Linked DNA regions of Mus musculus: all the other regions are linked to region 3. The links are chromatin contacts, called in public Hi-C and promoter capture Hi-C maps. All regions are on one chromosome and are shown on one strand. The core of a region is the stretch at or near the end of the contact, and the rest is flanking DNA. Distances in the headings are between cores, read along the strand shown. Region 1 holds the start of Rps20 (ribosomal protein S20). Region 2 holds the start of C9orf72 (C9orf72, member of C9orf72-SMCR8 complex). Region 3 holds the start of Ripk2 (receptor (TNFRSF)-interacting serine-threonine kinase 2). Region 4 holds the start of Manea (mannosidase, endo-alpha).

Evidence for each region. Promoter capture Hi-C pulls out the DNA fragments that hold promoters and counts their contacts. A called contact is a pair of places that touch in the nucleus more often than the background predicts.
Region 1: a Hi-C map of B cells shows a contact between it and region 3, with 5 read pairs. The contact joins the promoter of Rps20 here to the promoter of Ripk2 in region 3. A contact is called at or near these places in 2 of 39 promoter capture datasets (cranial neural crest and pre-B cells) and 3 of 484 Hi-C or Micro-C datasets (B cells, CD4 T cells and muscle stem cells).
Region 2: a contact with region 3 is called in a promoter capture Hi-C map of pre-B cells. The contact joins the promoter of C9orf72 here to the promoter of Ripk2 in region 3.
Region 4: a promoter capture Hi-C map of pre-B cells shows a contact between it and region 3. The contact joins the promoter of Manea here to the promoter of Ripk2 in region 3. A contact is called at or near these places in 1 of 39 promoter capture datasets (pre-B cells) and 1 of 484 Hi-C or Micro-C datasets (CD4 T cells).

The regions. Positions count from the first base shown.
Region 1 is chr4:3,834,272-3,836,971 of GRCm38.p6, reverse strand. Rps20 (ribosomal protein S20) reads left to right here and starts at 1,317. Exons shown (of 4, transcript NM_026147.6): 1 at 1,317-1,488; 2 at 1,681-1,780; 3 at 1,963-2,036; 4 at 2,289-2,700. The coding sequence starts at 1,486. The coding sequence ends at 2,471. It overlaps Gm32823 (a long non-coding RNA gene), which reads right to left and starts at 1,323. Exons shown (of 5, transcript XR_881078.2): 1 at 1,038-1,323; 2 at 97-289. LOC115490074 (a small nucleolar RNA gene) reads left to right here and starts at 1,826; the gene lies at 1,826-1,893.
Region 2 is chr4:35,224,494-35,227,193 of GRCm38.p6, reverse strand. C9orf72 (C9orf72, member of C9orf72-SMCR8 complex) reads left to right here and starts at 1,358. Exons shown (of 11, transcript NM_001081343.2): 1 at 1,358-1,406.
Region 3 is chr4:16,162,313-16,165,012 of GRCm38.p6, reverse strand. Ripk2 (receptor (TNFRSF)-interacting serine-threonine kinase 2) reads left to right here and starts at 1,370. Exons shown (of 11, transcript NM_138952.4): 1 at 1,370-1,789. The coding sequence starts at 1,617. A530072M11Rik (RIKEN cDNA gene A530072M11) reads right to left here and starts at 903. Exons shown (of 7, transcript NR_045765.2): 1 at 822-903.
Region 4 is chr4:26,345,334-26,348,033 of GRCm38.p6, reverse strand. Manea (mannosidase, endo-alpha) reads left to right here and starts at 1,382. Exons shown (of 5, transcript NM_172865.2): 1 at 1,382-1,437.

The DNA of each region.
Region 1 (2,700 bases), core at 68-2,567, about 12 Mb after region 3:
TTTTTTCTGATGTTAAGTCTACTAGTAGTCTAAGAGGTCAATGGATTATATTTAAAAATAATTGAACTCGAAAACTCCCCTAACTTTAACACTTACCTAATTGTTCAATGACAGCAAAACTTCATGTACACTGTGAGTCAGAAAGCCAGTTCCTAGTTAGGTCGAATCCCGACCAAGCAAGTGAATCGGTGCTGGCGCTCCCAAAGCTCAGAAGAACATGGCTTAGGGAGTTCTCCTTGGAGGGGAATCAGTGCTCTGGGTTTGGCAACTCGGAGCAAGTAACTTTCACCTACAAAATAATGTTATTTCCTCCTGTGTTGTCTGTAACCCACCTCCAGGCTTACATTCTATTTGACCTTGCGCAGTGGGTAGTGTAGATTAATCTGCACCATCCTCTGCGTCCTAGGACATTTGACCTGAGGACATTTGGCTTTCTTTCTGCTGTACGCAGACACTAATTTTATTATGAACAACTGCTCCGTTCTAAGGAGTCCCCGGAGGTCTCAGCCATCATAACATAGCAGAACGGAGCTCCATCGCAACATAGAGAAGAGAATATTAAAACTGGGTAGATGGGTTCCAGGCCAGGCTGCAGGTACAATGCCCTGTGACCCCACAGAGCACTGGGACTAGAGTTCTGCCTTCACTTAATTGAACTAACTGAAGCTAAACCTGGGTTTCCAGCAGATATAGACGTTTCCAATATTCCTGGAAGCCCAAAGCCAAAATATCACAAAAGGGCATTTCAGCTCCGAAAAGCAGTTTCCGAATAATTTTTAGAATATAAGCTTAGTAATTAATGGGGGGTGGGGGGGAGGTGGGGTGTGTGTGTGTGTGGGGGGGGTGCCACAGCTCTCGTCAGAAGACAAGTTTCCGAAAACCACTATCTCCTTCTACAAGGATTCACAAGATTGAACTCAGGGTGTCAGCTCATGGATGGAGTGCGTTTTCCTGCTAAGCCCTGACTTCTGTCTTCAGCACCAAGTAAATAAATGCCCTGTCACGATCATTCTTCCCCAAGGTCCGTGTCAGCTAACCTCAAAACAACTCTTCCCTTGTCAGACAAAAGCAAGCTGATCGAGTATGCATGCGAAGCATATTTCGCACTGTAAAGACCGTAGGTGCTTGTGCAGAGAGCACCTGGCATGAGTTTTCTCCGCTCCAGCTTCGTCTGTCCTCCGAGTCAGGACAGGGACTCCGCCGAGAGGCCAGAGGGCGCGCGCGCGTCCTCGCCTTTCCCGCCAACTAGGCGGGGACGCAGCCCGGCCTCCCCCACGGCGACCTCTTCGCGGGCGGGGCGGTTCCTGTTCCGGGTCACAAAGCACCCGGATGCGCACGTGCTTTATAAGCGCCCGGCGCCGTCCGGCCCCTCCTTTCTGAGCCCCGGCGGTGCGCGCTACGGAGCTCGGCCAGCCTGCTCCGTCCTGACTCACCGCTGTTCGCTCCTGCTGAGGAACAAGTCGGTCAGGAAGCCGCGCCTCAGCCATGGTGAGGTGGGGGGCGTCGCCACGCGGCCTGGGGCGTCGGCGGGGCTCGACTTGCTGGGGCGCCGGGAGCGCAGAGCCCGGGAGAGGGCTCCCGCCGCGGCGAGGGCCCGGGAGAGGGTCCTCATGGCGGTTGTGTAGGAGTGGGCCTCCACTTACGGGTCGCTGTTTGTTTTTCCCGCCTGGGTGATAACAGGCATTTAAAGATACCGGAAAGACGCCCGTGGAGCCCGAAGTGGCGATTCACCGAATTCGAATCACGCTCACCAGCCGCAACGTGAAGTCGCTGGAGAAGGGTCAGTACGATGCTCGGGGTGGCTTGGTGATCGCTGGGGCGCGGTCGGCGATGAGGAGATACCAACCGTATTGAGTTATAGTGATATTTCTTATACGCTATTCTGAGCCGATAGGCGAACTTGTTTAAAACGCCTCGAGTCATTCTGAGTTAACTGAAAGACCATGCTTTCTTAACCCGCAGTTTGTGCGGACTTGATCAGAGGCGCCAAGGAAAAGAATCTGAAAGTGAAAGGACCGGTGCGCATGCCTACCAAGGTAAGGGACAGGTAGACTCGAGTACTGGTAGACTGGTGGGGAGGGGGAAGGTCAGAGTTTGATTGCCAAATAAATTCAGAGATTAAATTTACATTCCTAAGAATACAAGTTATTAGGGGCCAAATGTCTGGTGGCGATTGAGTATGATACCTTTCTTAAAGCAAACTCCAAAACTCTCTAGTAAAGGTTGCTGAAACCTGTTAACATACAGAGAAAATGGTTCAGAAATGGACTAATTTTGTTTTATTGCAGACTTTGAGAATCACTACCAGAAAAACACCTTGTGGTGAAGGTTCCAAGACCTGGGATCGATTCCAGATGAGGATCCACAAGCGACTCATTGATTTACATAGTCCTTCTGAGATTGTTAAGCAGATTACTTCCATCAGTATTGAGCCGGGAGTTGAGGTTGAAGTCACCATTGCAGATGCCTAAGACAACTGAATAAATCGTCTTAATGGTCAAATTTTGCTGGCTTTTGTTCAGGTTTTTTTTTTTTAATTCATGTTTATGAGTGTAAATGTGTGTGTCACAGGGGTGTCAGATGTTCTTTGAACCACCATGTAGGTGCTGGAAACCCAACCTGCATCCTCGGAGAGAACAGGTTCCTTAACCACTGAGCAAGTACTGAAGCATTAAACTGCTTTTAAAAATGAAGGTGTGC
Region 2 (2,700 bases), core at 109-2,608, about 19 Mb before region 3:
TGCGCGTGTATGTGTGTTAGTACCTAACACCCACCTGGGAACTTTTCAGCTTTTCAGTGTGGGATATAGTATAAACGTCTATTCCTCGTGTTGTGGATTAGCTGACTGGCCTCACTCAGCTGCCTTCCTTACCTGCAAACTCACCCACTTTGACTACAGCATCGCACTCTTAACCCTAGCCTTCCAAACATGGTCCTATGCTATTTCTGTGTGTCTGGATGTATTTTTAACTCTCAGATGTATACTTCATTTATGAGATATACATCTGAAGACCACGGTACAAAACACTGTAAGAACTTGATAGAATGACAACTGCTAGGTAAAAAAAAAAAAAAAAAAAAAAAAAAAAAAAAAAAAAAGCATACAATACCTGGTGAGAGTTCTATTTTTACCGAAGGTGGTATTGATAGGTATTCTGTTATTAATGCCTTTCTTTTCCCTATAAATGATGAAAAGTTGCTGGAAAATAATAAACACTACTCATCTGTAGTGAAAAGCCACAATACAGTTACAAACCAATCAATCAATCAATAAATCAGACGTCATGGTGTTCTTTTCCCAAAGGTTAAAAAACAAAGTGCACTGTGCTATTTGGCAAAAATGACGTTTAGAAGAAAACACGGTGACTACGCACAGAGGGTGGGGGAATCATTGTGCTTGTTGCGGAGTGAACACGTACAGTGTGCACGCAGACTTACGGCATTTAACCGTGTCATAGGGACCAAAGGAAATCCACTCACTCACTAAATATTTGTTGAGCACCCACTACCTGCCAACTCCCAAACAAAACAAAGCAAAACTACTTACAACCACAAACTACGCTTCGTAACCTAGATAGATAACGCAGGTGACACTATCTATCTAGGTTGAGCTCAGCTCTGCCCATGCTTTTCCTGAGCGGCTCTTGGAAGAAAAGCTACAAAGCCCATGACAGCCTCCGCCTGGCCAGCTGCCACTGGCATCTCAAGGCTGGCAAAGCAAAGTGAAAGCGCCAACCCGGAACTTACGGAGTCCCACGAGGGAACCGCGGCGCGTCAAGCAGAGACGAGTTCCGCCCACGTGAAAGATGGCGTTTGTAGTGACAGCCATCCCAATTGCCCTTTCCTTCTAGGTGGAAAGTGGTGTCTAGACAGTCCAGGGAGGGTGTGCGAGGGAGGTGCGTTTTGGTTGCCTCAGCTCGCAACTTAACTCCACAACGGTGACCAAGGACAAAAGAAGGAAACAAGACTGCAGAGATCCGCACCGGGGAGCCCTGCAGATTCTGGGTCTGCTGTGGACTGGGGGCGGGACTGCGACTGGGCGGGCCTGGGGGCGTGTCCGGGGCGGGGCGGTCCCGGGGCGGGGCCCGGAGCGGGCTGCGGTTGCGGTCCCTGCGCCGGCGGTGAAGGCGCAGCAGCGGCGAGTGGGTGAGTGAGACGCGCGGGCGGAGGGGGGCTGCTGCCACGGTCGGCTCGCGGGCCGGCCGGCTCCGGGTACCAGCGGGGTTTTTTTCTCCTTCGAGGTGAACTCCTCCCTGTCCCCCGGGCGAAAGAGCCCTTGGCCTTGCAGGAGTTGCGGGGGCCGCGGCGGTGCGGAGGGGATGGGGATGGGCCTCATCTTTGCTGTCCGCCCGCGCTCCCCGATCCCGACCCGGAGCGTCTCCCGGGCCCTTGAGGGAACCCTCCGGGAGTACGGCGAGCGCGGCCCCCACCGCCACAAGCCTGGGCCCCAGGGGCCTGGCCCGGCGACAGCTGGTGGGTCCTGCGACCCAGTCAGGTCTCCCGAGGGTCCCCGCCCGGGAGGAGAAAGCGCCGGTGGGATGGAGTAAGGACGGACAGAACAACACGCAGGCAGGATTTCGCAGAAGTTTGCAAGGAGTGCGGATGCCCACTTACATGGGCTGCTACTCTTACCAGGTTGTTCCCCAGTTCTGTGGGACGTGACCTGGTTGCCTCACAGCTCCGCGGTTGTACAGACTTATTAAAGGAAGTGACCATTGTGACTTGGGCATCACTTGACTGATGGTAATCAGTTGCAGAGAGAGAAGTGCACTGATTAAGTCTGTCCACACAGGGTCTGTCTGGCCAGGAGTGCATTTGCCTGGGAGGGATTGGTTGCGCTTTCTGGTGTGGGGACTATTAGGCTCTTGTAGAGTTTTGTCCCGGCAGATGGATAAATTTCTTGTTACACTGTTCCCGTTCGTCACCAGTTGAGAAAAACGGGTACACAGTCTGTCTCAGTAGTACTTTTACTTTATATTAAGGGCCCAAAAGGGACTGGAAAATACTTTAAGATAGAATCGTTAGTCCACTTGGAAAACTTAAAATATGAGAGAGAGAGGGGGGGGGGAGAGAGAGAGAGAGAGAGAGAGAGAAAGGAAGGAAGAAGGAGGAAGAGGAGGAGGAAAGAGATTGAGATTATGTTAATAATATGGAATCAGAATATTTGAAATATAGTAAGCGTCCCCTCAGTTAAAGAGGACATTCCAGGAGGCCCCCAGTATAGCCTGAAATCTCAGGAAACGCCTACATACACCCATCGTGTGGATATAGGTGTTTTCCCTTCATTACATTTCATACACAGATGTTAAAGTTTAGAAAGTAGGCACAATAAGAGATTACAAATAACTGATAATAAAGTCGAGCCATTGCAGCTGCTCTGTAAAAGTCCTGTGAATGTGATCGCTTTGTGTTTCAAAGTAACTTACTGTACTTCACCCCT
Region 3 (2,700 bases), core at 121-2,620:
TGTAAGTACATATTTTTATATTTTTGTATTTTGTTTATGTGTATGTGTGTTGCCTGCAGAAGCCAGAAGTGTTGGTCAGATTCCCTGGAGCTGGAGAGCAGGCAGCTGTGAGCTACTAGATTCGAGTACTGATAACAAACCTCAGATCCTCTGGAAGAACAAGCCCTCTTAACGGCTTACCCATGACTCCAGCCCAAGAAAACATAATCTTAGAATGTAGACTTGTAAAAAACTATTAAGAACTAGAGTATAGGGAAGGAAATGTCGGTGTTATATATATTACACTAATAATATAAGGGACAATTACAGATTGTAGTATCCTGGTGCGTGTAGGATCGTGGAACTATATCGCTCACAAATATGAGATATTTGCGCCAAACATCGTACTGAACAGTTATCTAAGTAGAAAGGTGTTTACAGTAAAAAGATGAAATAGTGCTGGATTTTGGTTGTTTGGTTTTGTTTGTTTTTGCCTTTGTTTTTCTTTTTGGATGGAAGACTTCCCAAACACAAGAAATGGTTTTATATTTCTATTTGTGAGTAGGCTTTGAGGAATAAAAGAAGAAACCGTTTCCTGGTAAGGGAGCAAGTCATATAAGCTAAACACCTCAATTTGTCACACTGACAGCGCTAGCCTCTCTACCTCACTTCTCACAAGTGGCAGCCACTGAGTAAAGACTGGAGTGGAAGCAACCAGATGGTTTACAGCTCAGGAAGTGGGGCACCAGGCTCCCCAGCAGTAGTCACCCCACACCCTATCACGTCCAGGGTTTGGAGTCTAAGGAAGACACTCGGGCCAAAGGAAAATCCAGCCGACCCACCTGACACCAGACTGGAGAACTCCGGAGGGATTTTCCCCGGAGGAAATCTTTTCCAAGCCTCAGCGATGTCCACCCGGCTTGTGGGGGGAGGGAGGCCTCTGAGACACGCCCATGATCTGCAGAGGGAGGAGCCGGCAGAGGGAGGAGCCCGCAGAGAGGGGAGCTTGCAGAGGGAGGAGCCGGCAGAGGGAGGAGCCCGCAAAGATGGGAGATTACAGAGGGAGGGGCCGGCGGAAGGAGGAGCCAGAGGACAGAAGAGCGGGCGGAGGAGGAGCCGGCGGAGGGAGGAGCTGGGGGAGGGCGGAGCCGACGGAGGGAGGAGCTGGCAGAAGGAGGAGCCGGCGGAGGGCGGAGCCGGCGGAGGGAGGAGCTGGCAGAGGGAGGAGCCGGCGGAGGGAGGAGCTGGCAGAGGGAGGAGCTCACAGAGAGAGGAGATTGCAGAGGGAGGAGCCGGCAGAGGGAGGAGACCGCGGAGGGAGGAGCCGGCGGAGGGAGGAGCCGGCGGAGGGAGGAGCCGGCGGAGGGAGGAGCCGGCGGAGGGAGAAGCCAGGGGTAGGAGGCAGGGGCTGAGGAGTTGGTGAAGGTAGGAGCCCGCCCAGGGAGGGCCGGCGGAGGGAGGAGCCCGCCGAGTCCAGGAGGAGGGAGGAGGACGGTCCACCCCGGCGCGGCCGCAGACCCGACGGGCTCCCTGGCACAGCTGACCGGGCCGGAACTGCAGCGGCCACGCGGGAATGGGCCGCCCCGGGACCTAGCGCCGCGGCCAGGGTCGGGCGGAGCCGCCGCGCAGCCGGAGCCATGAACGGGGACGCCATCTGCAGCGCGCTACCCCCCATCCCGTACCACAAGCTCGCCGACCTGCACTACCTCAGCCGGGGCGCCTCTGGCACGGTCTCGTCGGCACGACACGCAGACTGGCGCGTGCGGGTGGCAGTGAAGCACCTACACATCCACACGCCGCTGCTCGACAGGTAGGGCGCCGGCGCGGGGCCCCACACAGACGCGGGCTGGGTGGTCCACAGACCGGCCGCACTATGGCGATGCGCCGGCTCCGCCGCGGCGAGTCCTTAAGTCCTTGGGCTAACCTGATCCAAGGGAGAAACCATCCTGGACGTGCGTCAGACTTTGCAACTCGCCCTGCCTCTCCTCCCACCCGAGGTGTTCCCACTCTCCAAAAACCTGCAATCACGGCCACCTCTAAAACCCTGTTTATTGAACCCGACGTGTGTTGGTACAGTGCTTGTGGGCTTTGCTTTGTTTTAGCTAGCTGTTAGCGGTAAGAGCTGTGGAACTCTAAAAACTGCTCTTGGAAATGAAGTACGCAGTGACTGCAAAATACACACCGGAGTTTGAGCATTTAGCACTAAAAAGAAAAATAATAATACTATACCGGTGTTTTTATATTGATTAAACGTCAAAATATTTTTCTAGGGTTTTATGTGTGTTTCACTCCTGCTCCTGAGCCTGCATATTATGGCTTGGTTTGGTTTGATTTGGTTGGTTTTGTTTTCTTTGTGGTTTATTACGTGCCCTCATGAAGTTCAGTTATCAAATTCTACATTACCAGTTGTTATTCGAGCTCTTGCCTTGGAAGTCCCCAAAGGAAGTGTGCAATGTTTTTTGTAACAGTAAAATGAATCAAAAGCTATTAAATGGTCAAAATTTGTGAAGAATAAAAGTTTTGACCATCCCTTGCCCTGGTATTATTTGTGTCCAGCTCCCACATATTCAGAAGAAAGAAAAAAAAAAAGCGTTGGTTTCTGTTTCTAGGAAAACATTACAACTAAATACCATAGATCTGTGGCTGTATGTGTTAGTCAATGGATCTAGTCAGAACTCTTGTGTGTTTCACTTCCATCAGAAATTGAACTAGACCTTCATT
Region 4 (2,700 bases), core at 133-2,632, about 10 Mb before region 3:
CAGTCATTTTTCCAGTAAGCCTAATAGCCAGAGGGATGTGAACAGGCGGATATCTTCAGGATGGAGGGGAACACATAACTTAAAGGAAATTCAATTTGATGACATTTTGGGGAAAACATTAAAAGACAGTTTTTATAATGATGAAGCAAACTAGTTGATGCAAAATAGATTGTATGTTTAGGAATTTCAAATCATAAATGTGTAGCAAACATGTTTGCATGGAAAATCAGAAAATATTTCACTTATTTAATATGCAAAGCCAGGAAGATAGGATTTTTAGGAAACTACATATTTTCAAAATCCTACTTTTAAAAGAGCAAGATATTTAAGAACACAATATACTGCTTAATGGTGATAGTGAAACAAGACTCTTTGCCTTAAGCTTTTGCAGCCATCACTAGGGTATTTTCTTTCATTATTTACATGTATATTTCAAATCTCTTTTATAATCCGGTAGTTTTTTAAAGGGAAGCCTTTACAATACTTTTCACAACATCACATCTGAAAGTTCTACCCCTTGAGTCAAGATTGCCTTGTTACCATGCAACAAAAACAAAACATAGAATCCTCTTGGTATGTGAGGCTGATGTAAGATGGAAACCCCAGATGCAGCCTCGCCTCTGCTGCAATTTTTTTTTTTTTTTTTTTTTTGCTTCTGACTTATTCTCTTTCTACTGTAATTGTACAATTACACAATTGTATTGTACAATTGTATTGATTCCTAGTATACTTGTGGAAGTTTAATATATCTGTCTGTCTACTTCTGACTTGCCAATAACTGTTTGATAAACTAAAACACGTTTTCAACTTTAAAACTTTGGAAATACCCAATGTATTATAAATCTGAGTAACATTTAAAAGGATTTTTTAAAAGTGAAAAACAAAACACATCTGGTCTCTATCAGAGAGTCTTGGCTTATCTTGAGAGGCAAAAGTGTAAAAGAACTTTCATTTCTCCTTGGAGCAATTAAGGGATACTGTCTGACTTAATGTAGTTTCCTCCACCATGACCCTGCAGTAGACTCCAGGACAAGCTAGGGGACTCGGAGCCTCTCCCCGAAAGCCCCGCCCGCTTAGGTCCGCCCAGAAGCCCCGCCTTCTCGGAGATTCAACCCCTGGAGCCACGCCCCGCGCTGTCCTTTAGGAGGCGGGACCTGGGAGGGGTAGCGGTGCGGCCGCAAGAGCTGTCAGCCCTGGTAGGATTCACGGTTCTTTCTCTTATCCGGTGGGTCCACGCGGAGGCAGGGTCCCAGACCCCGGTGAGCAATTGTGAGGCCCCGGAACTGAGACCCACAGGGACTCCGCAGCTAACCCCTGCGCGCTCGCCCGCCAGCCAATCGTGGGCCGCCTGCCTGCGACGCCCTTTGACCCCGGGCCTCTAGGAATCCAGTCGCGCTCAGCCCAGCAGCCCGGTTCCGCGCCGGTCCCCGCCGCTAGGTTAGTGTCCGCACCGCGCCTGAGCCCGTCCTTGTCTGCCTGGATGCCCGAGTTGGCCCTGAGGTGGTTCATCACCACTCGGTCCTGAGCCCCGAACCTGCGAGCGGAGGCCCCTGGCGGTCGCCCGGCCGTCTCCTAGCCCAGCTTACGACCCCGAAGGCCGCCAGGACAAGTGCGTCCTCCTCCGGGGTCTTTGTTCTGTTCTCCTTTAACTGGCCGGGCTCTGCCTTTTCCACTGTCCCTTCAGGGTGGCCGTCTCCTTTTCTGTCTGCGGAGGAACAAGTTGGCGAGGACCGGAGCTTAAAACTTTTGTTTTGTTGTTGTCAAAGACATAAACGGATAATATAGTGGGAGAAGTACTGAAAATGGCTTACAAGGAGGCTTTCGTGAGCGTTGTTGTGGGTCTGGAATGAGCTTAGAAAGACAAATGAGAGTGGTTGGTCTGATCGCATTGCAATGTGTGGGCTGCAGCTTGGAAGAAAAAAAAAATGCAGAACTACTGTAGGTTTTGGTGAAACTATTTCAGGTTAGTTACACTTACAAAGCTGCTGCTCTTATTCCTATAATAAGCAATGAGTTGAGTATGTGGTCAGAAAATAAACACAATGAGCTAGCTGCCTTCTCCTTAAGTGTGAGCTACAGCGGAAGGCGAGGGAACCATTGTTAAGTCACCTTCCACAGTGAAAAAATGTCATTGTAGTATGACTTCTCTACTTGAGGCCGCTCAGGGCAGGCTGGAGCCAGGAACCTAAGGTCCAGTACAGTGTTTTGCCTTTGTAGGGTGCTCAGCTGTTTACTAGCCCAAAATCTTGGAAAAAGTTCTCTGCTCAGTTTCATCACCTGTAACATGAAGTTCTGTTTCATAGACGGTTGTGAAGATAAAAATGGAAAATGAGATTATGCCGGACAGAACTTGTGTACAAAAGATTACCCACACTTTGACCTGAGCAAGATTCTGAAAGTTTTAGATGTGTGTTCTGAGCGTTAGCTGTATCTAACTGTAGGTACTTCCTCTAGCATAAAATTAGAAGAAAATAGCATCAACAGAATGAAATAAAACAGGAAGAATCTTTATAATTTAATTATAACTTTAAAATGGAATCTGCATTTTCCTGAGCTATATAATATGAGCAAATGCATTTAAAACAATCCACAACATTCGGCTTCAGGGTTATTTAGATCTCTTAGCTGCTTGAGGAGTATGTAGTACTATTCATTCGAAATCACTTGACTTTCACAACATAAAATTAGCATGGTTTCAGA